Regions from separate parts of the Mus musculus genome. Here all the other regions are linked to region 1. Evidence: chromatin contacts called from public Hi-C and Micro-C data. All regions are on one chromosome and are shown on one strand. The core of a region is the stretch at or near the end of the contact, and the rest is flanking DNA. Distances in the headings are between cores, read along the strand shown.

Evidence for each region. A called contact is a pair of places that touch in the nucleus more often than the background predicts.
Region 2: a contact with region 1 is called in a Micro-C map of embryonic stem cells, with 4 times the contacts expected there. The contact joins the promoter of Zfp637 here to the promoter of Rasgef1a in region 1. A contact is called at or near these places in 1 of 39 promoter capture datasets (the 3T3-L1 cell line), 8 of 484 Hi-C or Micro-C datasets (the AML12 cell line, B cells, the BV-2 cell line and 3 more), 5 of 115 datasets of contacts at active chromatin or transcription factors (the 230-238 cell line, embryonic stem cells, extraembryonic endoderm stem cells and 2 more) and 3 of 9 other capture datasets (adipose tissue, liver and pancreatic islet).
Region 3: a Hi-C map of the N1E-115 cell line shows a contact between it and region 1, with 3 times the contacts expected there. The contact joins the promoter of Zfp239 here to the promoter of Rasgef1a in region 1. A contact is called at or near these places in 1 of 39 promoter capture datasets (the 3T3-L1 cell line), 4 of 484 Hi-C or Micro-C datasets (the AML12 cell line, the BV-2 cell line, the N1E-115 cell line and 1 more), 5 of 115 datasets of contacts at active chromatin or transcription factors (embryonic stem cells and pancreatic cancer cells) and 2 of 9 other capture datasets (adipose tissue and liver).

What each region holds. Positions count from the first base shown.
Region 1 is chr6:118,064,471-118,068,047 of GRCm38.p6, reverse strand. Rasgef1a (RasGEF domain family, member 1A) reads right to left here and starts at 1,663. Exons shown (of 13, transcript NM_027526.1): 1 at 1,586-1,663. The coding sequence starts at 1,603.
Region 2 is chr6:117,839,317-117,842,893 of GRCm38.p6, reverse strand. Zfp637 (zinc finger protein 637) reads right to left here and starts at 1,713. Exons shown (of 3, transcript NM_177684.3): 1 at 1,626-1,713.
Region 3 is chr6:117,861,238-117,864,814 of GRCm38.p6, reverse strand. It overlaps Zfp239 (zinc finger protein 239), which reads right to left and starts at 1,934. Exons shown (of 4, transcript NM_001001792.2): 1 at 1,673-1,934.

The sequences.
Region 1 (3,577 bases), core at 414-2,913:
CCCACAGGACATCTCTGACGCCTCTTCTGGCTACCCTGACAAAGGCACAAACATCACCCCACACTGGTAGTCAGCTCGCTAAGCCCAAGTGTGCCACACATCCCTGGGGAGACCGGGGCAGGCTGTGTAGCCCCCTGGTGGTTAGTAGAATGATGTGTGTCAATGAGCTAGAACTGAGGTGCCAATGTAGGGCCCCTTCCTGTCCTAGGACCCTGTCAACCTGTTCCCCAGCAAAAAGTAGGTGGCACAGCAGAGTGACGCAGGATGGGTATTAGCAGAGGAAACAGTCACCGGAGCTGAGCATCGTTTTACGTCTGCATGATACCAGAATCATCCTTCCTGATGCACTCCTGCTGTGGGCTACTCCTCTACGTTCATCTTTAGTCCTTTCTGCCATGTAACTTAGTCTGTATATTACTCACTGTGGAGGTGCTCAACCTTCCTAATGTTGCGACCCTTTAATGCTGTTCTTCGTGTTGTGCTGAGCCCCAGCCATAAAATGTATTTCGCTGATACTTCATAAGTATAATTTTGCTACTGCTATGAATTATAATGTAAATATCTGACATGCAGGCTATCTGAGAGGCAACCCCTTGAAAGGGTCGTTTAACCCCAAGGGGTCTTGACCCACAGGTTAAGAACCAATGATTTTCTGGCACCCAGATGAGCTCTGTGAGGATAAGAACTGTTGCCTGCTTAGTTCTCTGCAAACCACAGTGCCAGCGCATAGCAGGTGCTTAATAAATGTGCATTGTCTGTCCTACATCTTCAGCCCATTAATGTTGGCTCCTCATCTCCACTCTTCCAAATCAATGGTCTGCACTGGGTCTGGTCTAGACAGGTCTGTGTACTGCTCCTGAATCCCACTGCCCACTATGGCTCAAAACAGCTAGAAAGGTGCAGTGGTGGCTCAGGCCCAGGGTTAATTTTAGGGAGATTCTCAGCCTTCCCCTCACTAGGCACTCTTCTCTTTAAACACATGACATTTGAGAATGCACAGGCACAGCCTTGCCCCCACACCTGCCTCCTCTTAACGGCTCTCACTTAAGCCTCCCATATATAAACACGTCCTCTCTCCCGCCCACACATCGCACATACAAGCGCACACCTCCCACATGATCAACCACTCCATCACAGACCGCCCCCACTCCAAGCACTTATGGAGTAAACAGTGGTTCTGAGCCCAAGGATAGGGGAAATTCCAAGATCGCCACTGCTTTTTACAAGTCTGCTCTGTCCAGGACAGCCCTTTGCTTTCTCTTCTGCCGCACCCGGACCCTGCTGCGAAACACCCCACCCCACCCCCACCCCCTGCAGGTTTTCAAGTGGCGCTTTACAGCGGAGCCGCTGGTGTCAGCAGAGGCTAGGAAGGCAGCAGCTGCACCTTGGGCGAGGCCCAAGTGGCGGCAGGTGTCCGGGCAGGGACAGGAGAGAGAGTTGCCCTGGTTGTCCTGGGGGCGAGCACCCTCCTGGCCGCGCTTCCCAAGCTCTGGGGCACAGAAACCTTAACCTTGCGGTCCTGCTGTGGTCAAGACACTGCCCTGGAGTGCTCCTAACCCGCAGTCCCGCACTGCCACAACCCTACCTGGGGCTCCAGAAACATCCTGGCTACAGCTCCCGCTACCGGACCCGCAGGCGGTGTAGAAGCCCGACTACCCTCCGGGGCTGAGCCAGTGCCGCCCAAGCCCGGGGACTTCCCTCCCGTGACCCAGCCACCTCCCGCCCGGGGCGGGGCTGGCGAGCCTCGTGAACAAGACCCTGGGAGGAGCACTAGCAAGGGACAGGGCGAGGCACAGTGAGGCGTGAGCACCCGCAGGGTTTGTGGTGCTAGGTTTGGGAATGGCGTAAGGGTCAAGGCTCTGGGCTCTGGGCGGGGTGGGTCGTCTTGCTGGTGAAGTCCAGGAAGGAGAGGGGAGGGGAGGGGAGGGGAGGGCCAGGAAGGGTCCCAGACTCCTCCTTGGAGACTGAACGCTACAGAGCTACCGCAGGTGCCCAAGCAGCGCTTAGTTCAGATGCTTCCCCTGCCGGGCGGGCGCTCGCTCCACACAGCTGTAGTCTGAAGTGTCTTGAATCCTCAGTCCTTCTATCATCCCCAGAACGCCAGGGATACAGCAGCTGCTGTCGTGGAAGGGCTAATCCGAGTAAGGGATATGCCTGGTGCCTGTCTCTGAGGATCTATCTCACCTCACCCCCACCCCCACCCCACTCCCTGCACTAGGAAAGAATCCTGTCAGGTGCCTCCCACCGCAGCTCCAGCTCTTAGAGTTTAGATGGCAGCGGTGGGCTGAAATGAAGAATGCCCTCTCTGGGGATCTGAAACTAAGGAAGCAGATAGAGGCTGGGAGGGCAGAGAGAGCTGGGCCAGGTTCTAGGAGTCAAAGCTGCTCTCAGCTGGAACCATAGACCATAGACGGGGCAGAGGATGCCCAGGGGGGATTAAACAATCCTATGAGAGCACACAAGCAAGCCATGGTCCCTAATGGAGACTGATGACCCGGACTTTACCCCACCCTGTCTGATCTCTGCCCAGCGGCCTGAGGGAGCACACTTCTCTCCTGCCATCTCCCTTCCCCTCTTTCTCCATCAGCTCTCTTAGCACAAAGATCCATCAGCAGACAGACTCTTGGGTAGTTAGTTCAGTCTTGTGGAACTCTGAATGTTGGGCTCATTCCCTTGTCTCCTAGGAGGACCCAGGCCCTCTGGGCTCTGCCTCCCCTGACGTCTCTACCAGCTCGCACTGTCGCTGGACCCCACCTTTCTTCTCAGGGGTCTCAGAGCCCATAGTATTTATTCCCTCCTGGAACAGCTCCACAGATGGCGGGGAGGAGGGTGCATCAGCTTTCACACAGGGCCCCCCTCTTCCAGCCCTGCATCTTGTTCCAGGGGATGCAAAGCTCACAGTGACCTCTGCTGGCGAATCTTGTCAAGACCCACCTAGACCCTCGGGTGCTGGGCCCTTGCTAGGCTCAGGTCATTCCTTCAGACTGCTCTTCTAATACCAAGAGAAACAAAACTGGAGTTCTACTTCTAGGAAGTTACCTGTCCCTGCCTTCTTTAGCCCTGTTCCTTGACCCTCTAGGACACCTGGGTCCTAAGAGGGTGATGGCATTTCTCCCACATGCACAGTTAACAAGCCAGTTGCCACCTGCTCCAGAGCAAGCTTTCCCCAGGGAGCCTATCTAGTCCCATCTCTGGCAGACATGGATGAAGCTGTCTGTCACAAGTCTGACCTCAGCATGCATATATGCATCAATCCACATCTTTCCCAGCGTCCAGGGACCTAGGGAAGCTGGCAGGCTAAAGGCTGACTCCTGTCAGATGTCCTGCTTAAAGCTATCTCGCAGCAAGGGCTTGTGGTGCCCGACCCAAGACACCATTGGAAAGTGGAGATGTGATGCGGTCTGTAAACAGCTGCTGGGGTTACTGGAAAGGCAAGACACATGGGAGGACATGCTTCCCTCCTTACTCCAGACAGCGGGGGCTGTCCTTAACAGTCCTTGTCTATAAGAGACTACCCTGAGAGTGATTGAAAAAAGAGGCAGAGAAGCCTGGCTCTGTGATGAAAGTGACAGGGCCA
Region 2 (3,577 bases), core at 464-2,963, 230 kb after region 1:
GTGGGGGTGGGGAAGATAGCAGGACTGACCAAACAGAAATGAATCTAGGAGCAAGGAGGCAGAGGGAAACAGATAGCAGAGAAGTAGGAGTGCCTACTGTACTGTTAGTCCCCAGGTAAGGGCCGCTCTGCTTGCATTTGGTCTTGATAAAAAATTGGGGTTCTCTACTTTCCAGGCAAGAAGTCAGCACACCAGCCTTCCTGACTGGTGTTAGGAAGAAATAGCTCCAGCTTTCCTTTTCAGCTCCCCTCAAGTTACAAGGACCTAACAAAGAAGGTCTTGTTACCTTCTGGTAATTCTTAGTAGGCTCTTAACCCAAACCACCACTCCCTCCCCCCACCCCCCATGGAATGCTTATTTAAGGATCAAATTCCTGAATCTGTACACTTTGTTTACATAGTGGTACAGTATAATCTTTGTTTCAGTATGTCTGGTCAAAATGCTGGATTCCTAGCTTAATGAATTAGCAATCTGATGGTACGATTTTCTATTTTATTAACCAAATAGCTAACCCTTCTATCCATTCAGTTATATAGCCTGATGTCAAGAAATCTTTGAAGGATTCACTTCCAACTTGGAACACAAGCTATAAAGGGGTCCCCTGTCATGCTGCAAATGCATTCACTTAGAGATATTATTGATTAAAAATAAAGCCAACAAAACTCCCCTGTGATTCACAAAGAAAAGCACATGGTAGCTACTCCCTGGGGCTGGACTTTTTTGTCTCTGGAGTGTCTAGAGAACATGGTTAAGTCAAAATGAGTGAACACGGTAGATACCTGAACTCCTCTACCTGCTAAGAAGTAGCCAACATGCCTCAGCTGTGTCTCCAGACTCCCTGATTAATAGCAGGACAACTGACAACAGGAAATTGTCAAGGAAGAACCTGTTCAAGTCAGAGCAATCAAATTCTTGAAGATATTGAAAGAGAGTGATTTCGTAACACAAAACGCTGCTTTTCCTATCAGAAATGTTACCACAGCTCAGAATTAGGCCCCGAGAGACTTGAATTTTTTGCCTTGTTTCCCTCGGTGTATGCCCTGTAGCAGAACAACCTAACAGCCCCGACTCCAGTTTCTTCTCTTAGTAAACAAGTTAACACTATCTCAATTAGCTAGCTCTCGGAAGAACTGAGGACCAGAAAGTGAGGGATCTCTTACATTTGAGACACGCCCTACAAATCCAAGACCTAAAATGGTGCTTTTTCAGGAGAGAGGGCTGGAGGACAGACAGGGTGATCTGTAGGGTTTGGGAAAAATCTAATGAGGCAATTTAACGTGCGATTAGGAGCTTTGGGTGAGGATGAATTCCCCCCACGCTGGACGCCACTCCCTGCTAGGCTCTCTCCCTAGGCGTGAACTCTGCTCTCCTGGCCTAGCTGGACCTTCCTGTGGCCCCTCCCACGCTCGCGGGGCCCCAGCCTCCCAGGGACCCCGACATTGCAGCAGGACCCTTCCGCAGCACACCGCGGCCCACCCGCTCTCCGACCAGCGCACCCTTGTCTGCGGTTGGCGATTTTGGCCCGGACGGCCAGCCTGGCCTGCTCACGCGCCCTGGCCGGAGCAGCAGGCTCAAGACACAGCCCCCTCTCTCGGGCGCACAGCCCCGGCCTCAGCAACACTCACCGCAGCGGCGCGCGCCCGCAGACAGACAAAGCCGGCGCCGAGCCCGTAGCAGCCGCTGCAACGCTGCGCGTCGCCGGACCACAACTCCCAGGAGCCCGCGCGCGCCCCGAGGCACTGTGGGAAGCGCCGCGACCGAGCTGCGGCAGAAACGCGGTGGCTGCTTCTGGTTGTTGGGGAGCGCCGTCCTGTGGAGGAGCGGTGGTTGAAGCTTGGGAATGCTTATGACGTTAAAACTGCAGAAGACTCAGGGTTCCCTATAGGAGCCGGGACCAAGTATTTCGGACAAAGAATCAGGAATACTCTCTGGTCCGTGTAATAAGTTTTTTTTCACCCAAAAGATGGACGAGGCACTGCAGGACTTCGGAGTTTAGGTACTACCCCGACTAGTTGTACGACCCAGGGCGCTCACTTGTGGGGAGCCCAGGTCCGACGGCTCCAGGACCCCATAGGGCACCTACGCGGGGCCCGGGAGACTTTCTGAGCCAAGGGAACTCGAGGGAACAGTATTCCCTGAGTGGACACTAACATTGTCTTCCTAACTGAAGAAGTTAATGACACAAGGGTTGAGATTTGAACACTCTAAAATTAGTTATTAGAGATGGGAGAGTAGCCCTTTTGGTCCTGAGAGGGGCGTGGATGAAATTGAGCATCCATTCAATAAAATCTCTTTTAAGATGCCTTAAACGTCCATCGACTGCATTTATTTATATGCATTTCTAATAGCCTTTTTTTTTTTTTTTTTTTTTTTTTGGTTTTTCGAGACAGGGTTTCTCTATATAGCCCTGGCCATCCTGGAACTCACTCTGTAGACCAGGCTGGCCTCGAACTCAGAAATCCGCCTGCCTCTGCCTCCCAAGTGCTGGGATTAAAGGCGTGCACCACCACTGCCTGCCTCTAATAGCTTTTCTAAAGGACATTAGTCTCACCCTGGAGCCCTGACTTGACTTCTTTCGTAGTGAGCCTCCCCCAGAGTCTTCCCTTGGTAGATTTAGCTATCCTATTGAATGAAAGAGACCATAAGAAATGTTCCTCTTGCAGTGCCCTTGTTCCTTTCCCAGAATTACATGTGTCAGACTGGATGAAATATTTGACTTCACAGGACATCTCTGTTCTGTGAGACCAGATGTGGGATTAGGACAAGTTTTAGTTGACAAAGCATCGGTAGGAAAAGGGGGCCATCAGGGGAGACAAGAACTCATGTTTCCTTCATAAATCTGCAAAGATTCTCTTAACAGCCTTGAGGACTTGGGTACACGTATTTTTTGGGAAAAAAAGATCCCATTTTGTTTAGTGTGTGGATGTGAGGGGTGTCTTGCTGTGCCTGTGGAGGTCAGAGAATCATTAGTATGAGTGGGCTCACCCTTTCCTACAGGGAATCGAACTCAGGTCATCAGACTTGGCAGCAGGCACTATTACCTACACACCATCTTACTGGCCCAGATCCATTTGATAGAGTGGTTACGATTGGGGTTGAAAGATCAGAGTCCCTAGACACATGGTTCTTGCCAAGATCTTAAATGGGGCATAGTCCTCAGCCACCACCTGCATCTTAACACTTGCATCAGGAAGGGGGGAGGGTGCCGAGTGAGGGCTAGGGGTGAGTTCTGCCAGTGCGTATTTAAATGCTTGTTACAGACATCTCCATCCCTGGTACCTTACATCACTAGGGGAAGGAATGATAATTCAGACAGTGACATTAGTTATGACAGTCTCACTACTTGGATAAAGAAACTGCTCAAATGACCTCCTATGCGGAGACCCTCTACGTGGATCAAATGTGTGATAAAGCACAGATCCACAAAAGACCCAGAAGAAAAACTGAATTAATGTGATCATGATCTCAGTGTAGGAAAGGACGTTTGCAACCACGATAAAATGGACAAAAATAAGAAAAAGGTTAGCCGGGTGTGGTGGCGCACGCCTTTATTCCCAGCACTTGGGAGGCAGAGGCA
Region 3 (3,577 bases), core at 685-3,184, 200 kb after region 1:
TGTAGCTGTCTTCAGACACTCCAGTAGAGGGAGTCAGATCTCGTTACGGATGGTTGTGAGCCACCATGTGGTTGCTGGGATTTGAACTCTGGACCTTCGGAAGAGCAGTAGGGTGCTCCTACCCACTGAGCCATCTCACCAGCCCTAGTCTCAAGGTTTTAATCCACAATGAAACATCCCAGAGGCTAGAGCCCTAGTGATCCAATACTCTCTGGAAACACCTTTAGAGACTCAGGAAGAAGTGTGCTTCACTAATTCCTAGGAATCTCTCAGTTCAATTATCAGTCAAGATTAATCATCATATGTATGATGGCTACATATAATCTGCTCACCAAGAACATGAGTTCTTTGATGAAAAGCTTCAGTTTATATTCTTTTTTTTTCCTACTTAGCATTAGACTGGGCATATACTAACTTGGAATGATCTCCAACAAGCTACAGTTTTGATCTCACGTAAGGAGGTCAAATCCTTAGGAGGTAGGACCTAGTAGGAAGAATGTAGGTCACTGGGGATGCACCCTTAAAGTGATATTGGGATCCAGGTCTTTCCCACATGAGGTGAACCAAACTCTGTTTCATAGGTCCAAAACTGAGTCAAGTAATGACAGACTAAAACGATGGAACTTTGAGCAGACAAATCTTTGCTCTTTACAAACTCATTACCCAAGATATTTTGGTCTTAACAACGAAGAGTAACTCGTGGAACATACACCGAGTGAAATGTACGATAGGAGAGCCGACTTCCAGACTACAGGGAGAAAATGCTCCATAGAGCCTTTCAGAAGAGCTTGGTTGGATGTTTTGAGTACTTCACAAGGTGGCAAGGCAGTGTAGTGAGAATTAACATAGAACTTCCGGGTCAGCAGACCCAATGCTGAACCAGTTGATACCGTTTGCTAGATACATATTGTAAGGTCCCAAATGCTCTCGTTCCCTTGTATAAAATACCAATCTCACAATGAAGCTTGGCAATAAAGAGAAAGACCACAAGGACCTCACTCTAGGCAAATACTCAATGCTGATTTCCTAGTTTGTTCTAAGAAAGAAAAGCTGTATCTAGCTCAGAGATGAGGCATTTTTGGTGAAAGAAACTGCAAGTCACCTGAAGCATGGTCATATTTTCAGGGAGGGGCAGATTCTGCCTAGGGTAGTTCTGACATGCCCATCTCCTCAGACCAACCTATTTCAATACTGAAGTTCTGGAGTGGGTGTTCTCAGGTTCTGTGCATCTTCTCACTGCGTGCATTACAGCTACCCAGTATCCCTTGCCAGACCGTCCTCTCAGAAATCTGACTGGTTTCTAGGTCGCAGAGGGGAGGGCTGTGCAGCGGAAACCTTAGTACTCTTAGGGGTCTCTTCTAGGAGCCTCTCTCATGGTCTCCTGATGTCCAGCAACATCATCATTGGACCCACCCAGGTCAGAACTTGGTCAAGCAAGAGGAGGGTGTCTACGGAGCTGCGGTTTGCTCTGCTGCAGGGGCCTGGCCCTCCGTGAGGGTGGCCTGGTGCACGGGGTGTTACTGGGGGTTTGGGGGTTACCGTGGCTGCTAGCACGTGGGATCGCAGCCGCAAGGAGCCTTCCCAGCCTCGGAGCCTGGCTCCGAGTGGTAATGCCCCCTAGTTTGGACCAGGACACCGCTGCCCACCCCTGGGGCAGCCCAGCTCTGCTCACCTCTTGTAGGTAGAACCCACACCTGGTAACGCAGGACTCCCGAGCATCATCGAGGATTCGAACTACAAGTCCCAGAAGGCTGCGGGCAGGAAAGCGCTACTTCCGAGCTCACTTCCGGCGACGATGGGCTCACTCTTGTGAGCCCCCAGTTTGAGGTTGTGGTTGGCCCTGAATAGTTCAAGTTGTTGTGCACTCTTTTCGTTGCAGACACATACAGTTTTAAAATACTCCCCCAAGGTGTCTTTTACTTGTTATGATGATGCTAGAGGGTAAAAAATCATTATAAAATTGTCTTCAGCCTTAAAAATATTCTGAAGCTGTTAATAACCACTTTAAGTGAATAGTGTGGTATATGTATTCACAGCATGTAATCTCATCACTAGGGCCGAGGAAGGAGGTTTGTGAGTTCGAGAAGCCCGTGTCGAAATTTAAAAAAGAAAGAAAAGAATCGATCACTGGTTACTCCATGCTCTTATCTTTGGAGTACAGTCTCCAGATATTTATTGCGCAGGTCACCAACGCCTGTAATTCTAACTCCAGTGATCCCTACACCCTCTTCTGGACTCAGGCGCCTGTGTTCATGTACAATGTGTTCATGTGTACAAACCTACACACACACAAACTTAAAAACAGAATATTTTTAAGAATCAACAATAATGTATTTGGATATAAAGAACTAAAAACTGGATCATAAGGTTGACTTAATAGATCAGTGAACTTCCAAACCCAAAAAATAATTTTAATCATAAAATAGCCACCCCTCCAGAAATTGATGCCATTAAATCTGAAAGAAAATGTCAACGAAATTCTAAGGAATCAATAGTATTAAATGTCGCTAAGTTTCACTTACCAACAGGATTTCAGAGTGTTTTCTGAGTGTGCAGTCGTCTCCCAAAAGGATCTCTAGGTAAACCTGTGACATTAACATCCAATCTGTAGCCCACATGGTCCCCAGGAACGTTGTGAAAGCCCATCACAAAACTCTTAAACCTCAGACTTGAGACTTCTTTTTACAAATATCTTTTGTTCATATATTTCCCTCTGTGTGTGTAAGCCCTTCCCCCGTGGGTGTGGCCATCCGAGGACAACTTGCAGGAGTCACCTCCTTCCTTCTTCTCCGTGGATCCTGGGGATTGATCGCAGTCTGGCAGGATTGGCTGACAGGCACCCTAACCAGAACAGCCCGATTGTTCTTCTGAATGTGGCCTTTGTAAAGGACAGTGGTGTGTCACAGAAGGTTGGACACACTGTTTTGTTTTGTTTTATAAAGATTTAATTATTTATTATAGGATTACACTGTAGCTATCTTCAGACACTCTAGAAGAGGGATTCAGATCTCATTATGGATGGTTGTGAGTCACCATGTGGTTGCTGGGAATTAAACCTTTGGAAGAGCAGTCAGTGCTCTTAACTACTAAGCCATCTCTCCAGGTCCCTGGACACACTGTTAACAGTTACCAGAGTACTGAACTTTGTTCTGCCCAGAGGGTCTTAGGTATTTCATAGCAGAAACTAGTAACAGAATGGGGCTAGGAAAGGCCGATCGTTTTAAAGTCAAGGCTATTTGGAATGCTTAAATTAGGTGTTGTGCATTCAGATAAAAATAGATTATAACATTTAAACCCAATATGTATGGTATCACTTTCCACTTTCTAGGAATCCAAGGTGCATGTTTTCTATTATTTATTTATTAATTTTGGTTTTTTGAGACAGGGTCTCTCTGTGTAGCCCTGGCTGTCCTGGAACTCACTCTGTAGACCAGGCTGGCCTGGAACTCAGAAATCCACCTGCTTCTGCCTCCCAAGTGCTGGGATTAAAGGTGTGTGCCACCATGCCTGGCTTCTTATTCCTTTTCTTATTTACATGTTCCTGGTAGCTTAGGCAAGAATAATGGGTAAGAAATCA